Linked DNA regions of Hordeum vulgare: regions 2 and 3 are each linked to region 1. A link is a contact called in public Hi-C data. All regions are on one chromosome and are shown on one strand. Each heading gives the region's core, a stretch centred on a gene start, on an enhancer-like site or on the middle of the called end of the contact. The rest is flanking DNA. Distances are from core to core; before and after follow the strand shown. Region 1 holds the start of LOC123447947 (ABC transporter G family member 25). Region 2 has its middle 310 kb from the start of LOC123447947. Region 3 holds the start of LOC123446172 (translation initiation factor IF-2-like).

Region 1 (3,268 bases), core at 511-3,010:
TAAGATAAAACACCACTAGTGCTACTGCTAGCTATCTAATCTAGGGCACTCGCACCGCTCTTTTGTTTGCGCACCTTCTCTCTCTCCCGATCTTTTTAGTTGGGTGCACTCCACACTCGCCTACCGGATTTGTTTTGCTCGTCTCCAATGTCATCATCCCTAATCCAAAAATCTAGTCACCCGCGATGCTAAAAGGGGAACATAAACATCTAGTGCAGTACGTACTATTCCCCCCTGCTGCCTAAGCTTGCTTTCAGGACGTTTCTCCCTCTAGCTAGATTGTCTAACGCTTTGGTGAATCCAGATTTCTGTTCGTGCTCATCTTGGAAGGAAGCATCTCTTGTAGTAAGTTGTAACTCTATCGATCGTCTAGTAACATAGTTTCATGGAAAGAAAAGAAGGGTTTGATTGCGTGTGTAGTAACAACTAACAACAAGTATACTACTCACCATTCGCGAGGTCGAGCATGAAGTCGGCCGGGTTGACGTGGAAGCCCGGCGCGAAGCCGACGGAGGCGAAGTAGTCCATGGCGTCGCGGCCGGGCCCGTGGTACATGCAGCTGCCCTCGGAGAGCAGCAGCACGGAGTCGAAGGCCCGGTACACGCGGCTGGACGGCTGGTGCACGGATAGCACCACCGTGCGCCCCTTGCGCGCCAGCGCCGACAGCGTGGCCACCAGCCGGGACGCCGCCGTGGAGTCCAGCCCGGAGGTGGGCTCGTCCAGGACCAGCAGGCTCGGGTTCACCAGCAGCTCGTGCCCGATGCTCACGCGCTTCCGCTCGCCGCCGGACACGCCGCGCACGAACGCGTTGCCCACGATCGTGTCCGCGCAGGTGCCGAGGCCCAGCTCCGCGATCACGGCGTCCGCGGCGGCGAGCTTGGCGGAGGTCGGGGCGGACGTGGGGAGGCGCAGCATGGCGCAGAAGGCGAGGGTCTCGCGCACGGTCAGGTGCGGGTGGAGGATGTCGTCCTGGGCGACGAACCCCGTGCGGCGCTGCACGGCGCGGCACGGGGCGCGGCCGCCGGTTAGGACCGTGCCGGAGTAGCGGCCGGCGAGGCGGCCACCCAGGATGGACAGGAGCGTCGACTTCCCGCTGCCGGACGGGCCTAGCACGGCCAGAACCTCGCCGGGTCGCGCCTCGCCGGTGATCCCCTTGAGTATCGTCCTCTCCTCAACAGAGGCCGACAGGCCGCCGGCGGCACCGCCACCACCACCACCACCGGAGTGCGATATCCTTCCCGGCGGCTCCTTCGCCGTCCTCTCCACCTTGACGCGGTACGCCACGTCGATGAACTGCAACACACCATCAAGCCAAGCGCACGCCCAACGTCATAAACAAGTCGGCGACCCAAAGCTCAAGCCGTGCACAATCGGCCATGCATGCAGCTCCGTGCGTACTACAGTAACAGTACGTACCTGGAGATTCAGCGGCGTGCAGACGGACGTCAAGAAGCAATCCATCTTGGACGGCGGCGCCGGCGCGGCCGTAGCGGGTGAGACTAGGCCGCCCCCGCCATGCACGCTCTGCCCGTTGGGAGGCATCGCGATCGCTGCTCGAACTTAATTCTGCTCCGATATGCTACTCGCCAGACGATCGGCGGTATGAGACCAGCTGGCGGCAAAGAGGGAGTGGAAATCTGACGGCGAGACGAGCGAGTGGTGGTTGGCGCGAGCTTGATCGAGCCTAGCGGGATGGTGGTGGTGGTGATGGATGGAGTATGAGAAGATCGAAGGGGGTGTGGGAGGTTGGAGGGGTATATAAAGGGGGAGGAGGCTATGGCACATGGACATGGAGGTGGTGAGGGCCACGTCACCGGCGCAGGGGACGCGGCACGTGGCGGGAGGGGCACGGCGAGTGGAGCGGCGGGCCCGCCGGCGGTGGTGTGCTGCTGCTTTTGGCGCGCGGCACCCCATGCCCCCCCCTCCCCTCCCCTCCTTTATGGTTGGACCGGCGCCGCTCCGGTGGGGTCGCCGTGGAAGGGAAGAGAGCGAGCAGAGCACAAGTTGCTGCTGGCTGTTTGGTTCAGGGAATCCAAGCAAGGGAGGAGAGAAAAGCGCGCGAGAAGATGGTGGGCTTTGGTGCGCGAGGTGGCATCAGCAGAGCGCGCCTGTGCGTGTGTGCGCGCCCCACCACAGGCATCACACACACCCCTGCCCGGACCTCCTACTGTGCCGGGGCGGTTAGTACGAGTATTAACTAAGCCGCGCCGCTGATTTTACAAAGTGGCTCTTGACTTTTCCCGATATCTTCGCTTGTCAAATTGCTGTTTCTCAGTCAAGTGAGCCGTTGGGCATCGTCAAGCGCAATTCTACACACATCATTGTGCGCAGTTAGGTCTAGAAATGCAATGCTTGGTAGTTGCATATTTTATTTTCAGAGTCTGGTTTTGTTAGTCCATTTTGACAATTTGGTAGTTGCATATTTTGCCGCAGACGGACGGTGTTAGGGCATCTCCAATACCGACCCTCAAATTGCTCACATTTTATGAGAATAACCGTGAAAATCATTCTACACACTTCTGTATCTGTACGTTGGGTGGTGCGGAGCATAATTTCTTCGCAAACTTGAACGAAATATGGGAGGATTTTGCGGGAGTCCACACACGAGGAAGGTCGGACTCCGACCCCCCCCCCTCCCACCAAAAAGGAGAGCCCACACTTTTGTAGCAACCTGTACTATTTCCGTGCCAAAACCCCGGGTTAGGATCCTCTGAAGTACTGTATGGTACAGTAAGGTCACTGTCATGTGGGACCTGGCCCCATATGTCATCCGCACTACAGCATCATACGGTACTGCAGAGGATCTCAACCCCAAAACCCCCACTCCCTTCTTCCATCTTCGCTGCTCTTCATCCAATTCCCACCCTTTTCATCCACCTCTTCTTTCTTATGCCGCCGACGCTTGGAATCGAAGAAGAACCTACCAGAGATGGAGGTGACAGAGGTGTCAAAGGATCCGAGCATCCTGCCCGCCCGAAAGATCAGCTTGGTACGCGGCAAACTCGTCGCGTCAAAGCGAAGGCCACAAACAAGGAGAAGCTCAAGAAGCTTATGGATGTTGGTGGGCGTGGTGGGTGTGGTGGTTGTGGTGGGCGTAACAACGGAGGCCGCGGTGTTTAGACGGGAGCGCCCATAGTACATACGAGGCAGTGGCCGGAGCATTACAAGCCTCTGTACTGCTATACTGCCAAGAAGCTCGGAACCGTCGGTGCCTTACAGTATTGACATAAATGCGGTGTCGCTCTTCTCCGAGTGTTCTTCGCGGCAG
Region 2 (3,223 bases), core at 309-2,808, 310 kb after region 1:
AATGCGAATGGACTCTCCTTGTTTAGACGTCTAGTTAGTTGTAGGTAGTGTAAGATTAGTCATAGTGGGATATTGCAATTTCAATGGTTTGACTACGTACTAAAGGTGAGCTAACTAGCTAGCTAGCTATATGTAAAAGTAGGTGACTGACCTCGTCGGTTACGTGGCCCATTTGATAGTGAAGCACGCTTGCTTGCTACAGGTAAGTCAGCACTTTAATCAGCTAAGCATATGAGGAATCTAGGTGCACAAAATGGCCATGATCGTATCTGCAAGTTCAGTGTATATTTGGGTCCTCCATATTGCCTTATGTGGGGCAAATAATTCAATGATTAGTCGCATTCCATGCATGGTCATCGTCACCAGCACTTAAGATACTAATCTGCATAATGCTATAGCTTAAGTCAAGGTAGCTAGCTCTAGGCAGCTACCTACATAGTACTATATGTGCATGCATTTGTCAAAACTTGAGCGATCTAGACAATCAATTGACAAGGATATGCTCTCATATAACATGTGCTCCCTCTTTCTACAATACTTGAAGTTCTGGTTTTGTTCTACTCTTTAAGCTTGACTATATATAGAGTACAACACAAAATCAAATTCATTTGATTCATCTGAAATATAATTACATATTACACATATTTTTTGGATATTCCAGGCACTAGCGTTTTTTTTTTCTATAGATTGATCCAACCTTTTTTTTACTGAGAACAAAGCTGCAACTTCAAATATTTGAAACGAAGGGAGTATGCATTTAGCTGCATGTCGGGCAGTCACATATCGTGCATTCATGCATGCATGGAATTAATTGCCGGAATAAGGTTAGGCCAAAGGCATTTGCATAGTTGAAGAGTCCAAAATACCAGCACACAACCACTTACTTTCAATGGGACATGAGTTATGCAGTCCTGACTAAATCATTCTATTTTCTTACAGATTTTAAACTATTATTTTCTTAGTCCATTAGTACTGGTATATTCATTTTCCACAAATCCGAAACGTGACGAAAAACTAACTACGCTCGCTAGCTCTAAGATCCGAATGAAAAGCAAAAATACTGTGTTCCACTAGATGGCGGCCAGCTAGCAACGATATATACGGTTTGAGAATATTAAGGACATTTGGGTGGACGCCTGAGAATATATTTTGGAACAATGATCGGACCTGCAGGACGGATAAACAGTTGCTGTCCAGGTGACGAAAATTGAACAGGAGTTGAAGAAAAAGAAAAGCCGGCACAATTCATCTCACGCGTCAGGAATGATGCTATCGCCGGGGAATCCCAGCCCTGGCTAGACAGCTTACATGTCATGCTTACACGCTAAGTGCTCCTCCTGATTGTGCTCTTGTTTTTGATGGCCATAATCATTGGTGGGTCGATATATATGCGCTGATCCTGACATGGATAGATGCTATACCTTACACGTTGCATGTAGGAGGTTCGTCTTTCTTTCCAAGCCGCTTATAATTGACTCACGACATGTAGCCATCCTCCAAAAAGCTGCTTTCTTTTTCTCCCAGCCTGGCTGGCTGGCTGGCTACCTCTATCACATTTCTCCCTCTTCTTTGTGTGTTTCCTCTGTCTACACACTAGCTAGCTAGTGCAGCGACACATGCAAATGCGAGATATGATCGAACTGTAGTCAGATCTCTGATAGATTCACATAATTGGCTGCCGGTTTTTGGACAAGATATCTCTCATAATTGGGGGGAACCTAATTGGGGTGGTGCACTATTTGGGAGATCTTTAGTACTGTTAAGATACCAGAATTTAATCGCATGCTGTATACATTCAGGTAGGCAAGCAGGAGAGCTGGATGGGCGCACCCGTGTTGAAGTCGAAGACTAGAGAGAAACAGAATAAATCACACCGTGGGATATCATCTTTGCTTGTACTAAATCAACGACATTAATAGAAATTGATGGGAGTATTCCACAGATGAAAATCAGGTATTGAGAAAGTTGGGCCGAAAAATCAGGTCCAATAGATTCCTAATTACGAAAAATACTAATGACCCCCAATAAGGCAGTCCAACTTCAACAATATTTAGTAGAAAATGACCTCTCCGCAATATGAGCCCCAATCATATTATGTCAACGTCGCCCGCCAAAACTCACTGCACCTCCGGGCTGACGACCACCGTGCCGCCATTTCCGCCGTCTTTCGCCCACCCACCGTCGCCGATCGCCGTGCCACTGTCGCCCACCACCTCATTACCACTGTTAATACGGCGCTGTGGTTGCCCGCCCCATGCTGCTGCAATGTACTTTCTCCGTCTCAAAATTCTTGTGTTAGGTTTGTCTAAAAGTAGATATATCTAAATATTAAAACGTGACTAGATACATTCATATCTAGACAAATATAAAACAAGAATTTTGGGACGAAAGGAGTATTACAATACTACCTTGTAAAATCATTCTTACTTTTATTTTATTTTTTAAAACGGAAAAATCGATCTCATCATATGAGTGAAAAGAAAGCATTCATGTTCTGGGAGCCAAACATGGCTGGCCCGCACACCATGGTTGCTGAACCTGATCAGGTGCATGCTGCATGTGCGTGTTTGCCTTTTTCGCTTTGGATGTGTAGCCCTTGCATTCGCAACACGTGGCGTACCACTTTACCCGTGTAGCTCAGTTACTGCTGCACATGGAATGCGTGAGAGCATTTTCAGCAGTCCGGCCCTACATGACTTGAAATAGCGTCTTCTGGAAGACTAAGAGCAACTCCGATGAAACGATCCAAACAAACGGTGATCTTGTCCTCGTTCGCTTTTTATCCGTTTGGATCCACCATCCGTCCGGTGTTCGTCGTGTTTTAGATATGGGTCGACAGCGTCCAACGTGCTGATCCATATATGCCGACGTGGACGGCTGGCCGTTCTATTTTGCATGAATTTACATAGTTTGAATCAAATAACATAATTTGGACCGAATAAAATAGCATAGTTATTACGAGCCGAATAAAAATAAAAATGTCTCACATAGTTCTCACATAGTTTTACAAACGAATAAAAGAAGATAAATTCGGTTGCCAACATGAGCCCACATATGCTCAACAAAATCATTTTGCAGTTGCACGTGAGTTTCCTAATCACACATGTCTTGATGAAATTGGATGAACTGTTCAAACGTTGCCGCTCCTCCATGCTCATGCACAACATTGTCGTCCTGAAACTGAAACCCTTGATCATACAGACGTTCCGGGCGCTCGTCTTCT
Region 3 (3,472 bases), core at 593-3,092, 360 kb before region 1:
TGCACACCTCAAAGTCGACCGTGGGCATGCACACGAAACAGGGAGGGACGGGGAAAGGGCAAAAGGCATGTGAAACGCAGCCGGCAAAGGCAAACCTTAGGAAGAAGACTTCAGTTTTAAAAAAGACCTAATAGGAAGGAAGAAGACTGGAAACGAAAGACACGCACGCTCCTCCCTCCCAGTCAGTCCTATCCACCACCACCCAGGCCAGGCACGCGCAGAGCCGGCCAGCCACCAACCGCGGCAAAATCAAATCACAACGCCTCACCACCTTGCCTCTCCCTCCCCTCTCCTCTCAAGTCTCTACTCTCTAGTAGTCCAGTCGTCCACTAGTACCCACGCACCAACATTGCACTAGGACGACATTTGGACCGCTCCTCAAGTTAACCGATTCAATGCACAACGCTCTATTCTTCTGCACAGCATTATTCGCGGAAAAATAGCAAGGCGCAGTTGATTTGGTGATGATGAGTACGGCGCTCCTGTCCCTCAAGAAAAAAAAAAGTAGTACGGCGCTCCTGTCCCTCAAAAAAAAGTAGTACGGCGCTCCTGTGTAGGAATGATAATTATGTTGCGCGTACGCACATTCAATGGGCCGGTTTAGTTTAGCGGCCAGGCATCAAATGCATTCCTTTTGTTTAGGGGACCTTTTTTTTTATTTAATTGTTTAGGGGACCTTTCGTTCCGCTACCACTAATTGGTGGTTGATCTTTTTTTTTTCTGAAGCACCAAACCGTAGAACAATTATTTTACGATGATTTCCATTAATTTATTTATATTGGAGGTTGATCTTGAATCCGGCAATGCACAACGAACAGTACAGTGAATTCTAACTTCCGTTTTCCCCGCAAATATTTACGGTGTCTATAAGATATGAAACAACTAAATAATTTTCTTTCTTTCCCTGCAATTATTTCCTAGCGACGGCTGATCTACGTTGCTTTCCATCTCCTCCACCTCCAAACATAAATGCCATGAGAAGCAGAAGCAAGAGGAAGATTCAGGGACAAATCCCATCATACGCCCCTGAATGCAGTACGTACATCATACGTTCGTAGGTTTGTCGAAACCGGATTCTGAGTGTACGTATATGGCAAGAAAGAAGGCAACCAGCTAGCTAGCCTTGCATCTCACTCGTCCTCCCTTCTACGGATAACCATTATTACATACGTGTACGTGCCACATGTCACCCACCGCATAAGGCCCAAACCGTACATCGTGTATATGTTATGTGCGGTACGATCTTATGCGAGCCCACCGCAGCACTTCAGTGCGGTGCAATTGAAGCAAGCCTTCGCAAGGGCACGCATTCACATTGTTAATTTCTCTCATCAGCTGAAGACAGAGTTAAGCTATGTACTAGCACATGTATAGTTAGTTATTAATTACCCCTTCCTAACATTGTTAATTTGTCCATTAGCTCGAAATAGACGCTAAGTCATCTGTATATGTTTAACATATATGGTAGGACTACACCTACTAATCAGATTGGGGGCGAAGATGGCGAAATTAAACTATTTGTATGCTGCAGAAATTAAAGGCCCGCGTGCAGGATTAGGGAATTTAGGAAATAGATAGTGCTGGAGAGGACAAGTTGGAAACCAGCACGGTGTCTTTGTTTGGTCCAAACTAGTGCGAGTATAACCATAAAATACACCTGGAATTTAATCTGTGTGCATGGACCTCATTTAATTTTTTACGTAGAAAGGAAGCTGCATGCATCCCATCCGGGCCTGCCTTACATAATTTTGTATCAAGAATTCGCACGAATACCGCACCTGCTTTGCTTTAGTGAAAATTGTGCTGCCGTGCCTACTCTGAAGAAATAATGTTTTCAGGTTGGAAATCAGAGGCACTATCCGCGGCATTCAACGGACTTGTAAGCAGCCATTGGTTGATCATTTTATAATAACGAATCAACTTTGCAAATAAAAATTAAAATGGAGAACCCTATCCCTTAGCAGCCAGAAAAGAGAGAAATGGAAAAAGGAAAAGGAGATACAAATAAAAAAGGACAGACGAATAAGACAGTACATGTAATTTTGAAAAACGTAAGGGTCTCAAACGCTAATGGCTCCACCATGGTGACTACTGAGTGTACGTATTTATCTGCCCCTTGCGTTGTTGTGTCCCCGCCTTGCCCACACTCGGCTACCATCCAGCTAGCTACCAGCCTCCTCTCTCGTTCCCATGACGACACGGGCGCAACCACCACTGCCGACGCAGGCTCACCGGCGGCAGCGCGCAGCCTCCTACTCGTCTTCGTCGTCCTCGTCGTCGTCTTTCTCCACGGCCTCCTCCGCCGCCTCCTCGCCGTCGCCGTCCCCGCGCACCACCTCCATCCCCTTCTCCTGGGAGCACCACCCGGGCATCCCCAAGAACCACTCCTTCCTCCGCGGCGCCGCGGACCCTGCTGCCTCCCCGTCCGCGCCGCTCCCGCTCCCGCCGCCGATCCGTGCGTCGCCCTCCCGACGCCGCGCCAACCGATCGGCGCCGGGCGCTCCAGGCGCCGCCGACCCCTTTGCCGCCGCGCTGGCAGAATGCACCAGGGAGCGCACCAGCGCCATCGACATCGACGCGCTGTTTCCTCCTAAGCCGGCGTCGGCCGTCCGCGCCGGGCCGCGGCGGTGGTCCATCGCCACTGGCGGGGTGGTGGGATTGCTGGACCTGTACGGCTGCAGGAACGCCATGGGCGTCGCCGAGGGCGCCTTCGTGGTACGCCGACCGGTGGGGGCCGTCGGGCGGGCGGGCCAGGGCCGCGCTGGCCGGCCCGGCAAGAGATAAGGGCCCTCCCGATTTCTGAGATCCATCAAGTGTGTGTGGGCTCAGCCAGGTACATAAATAATGGATGTGAGCAGCGAGTGGTGGGAAAATATCGAAAAGAAATCTCACCTTTTCTTTTCTTTTCGTTTGCGTGTACTTTGATGGTAATCTCAATTCAGCTATTTAGTGGATGTGATCCATACCTACATTTGAGAAAAAGTGATATAGCAACCGATATATCTTATATGGCTTTTTTATATATACTACTCCCTCCGTCCGAAAATACTTGTCACGGGTATGGATATATCTAGATGTATTTTAGTTTTAGATACATTTATTTTTATAAATTTCCATGACAAGTAATTTCGGACGGAGGGAGTATATGTCAATAATGTGTTTTACTGCCATTTTTAAGTAGTCCAGCTTTTGCAAAATTTTAGGTGTTTTTAGCACTAGATTTTTTTTTTTGAAAGTGCCATAGGGAGTTATTTTTTCACAATTGCAGGGTTACAATCCTCTATTACAAGCTGTTCGATACATAAGTTTTTGGGGCAATGGGCAAACATGCATATGTTCTGCTAACGAGAAAGTTTCTGGGAAGAAACTCCCTATAGCAGTAGATAAACTTTGAATCCTAAGATAAGATGACGATAAGCTGACTTAGCTAGGCCGTTGTCAGTCACGAAGGCTAAGGCGGATGTAGAATCCG

Evidence for each region. Hi-C and Micro-C count contacts between places; a contact is called where the count stands out from the background.
Region 2: a contact with region 1 is called in a Hi-C map of leaf, with 2.9 times the contacts expected there. The contact joins the enhancer-like site here to the promoter of LOC123447947 in region 1. A contact is called at or near these places in 2 of 6 Hi-C or Micro-C datasets (leaf and seedling) and 1 of 1 datasets of contacts at active chromatin or transcription factors (embryo).
Region 3: a Hi-C map of leaf shows a contact between it and region 1, with 5 times the contacts expected there. The contact joins the promoter of LOC123446172 here to the promoter of LOC123447947 in region 1. A contact is called at or near these places in 1 of 6 Hi-C or Micro-C datasets (leaf) and 1 of 1 datasets of contacts at active chromatin or transcription factors (embryo).

What each region holds. Positions count from the first base shown.
Region 1 is chr4H:82,730,431-82,733,698 of MorexV3_pseudomolecules_assembly, reverse strand. It overlaps LOC123447947 (ABC transporter G family member 25), which reads right to left and starts at 1,760. Exons shown (of 3, transcript XM_045124689.1): 1 at 1,417-1,760; 2 at 450-1,293. The coding sequence starts at 1,542.
Region 2 is chr4H:82,420,931-82,424,153 of MorexV3_pseudomolecules_assembly, reverse strand. It overlaps the pseudogene LOC123450300. Among protein-coding and RNA genes, the nearest start is that of LOC123447947, 310 kb to the left of the region's middle. Within about 2 kb of position 1,558, at least 2 of the 3 cell types and tissues checked have open chromatin away from gene starts, as enhancers often do. A contact at or near this core is called in leaf, where this site is marked.
Region 3 is chr4H:83,088,441-83,091,912 of MorexV3_pseudomolecules_assembly, reverse strand. LOC123446172 (translation initiation factor IF-2-like) reads left to right here and starts at 1,842. Exons shown (of 1, transcript XM_045122852.1): 1 at 1,842-3,000. The coding sequence starts at 2,191. The coding sequence ends at 2,784.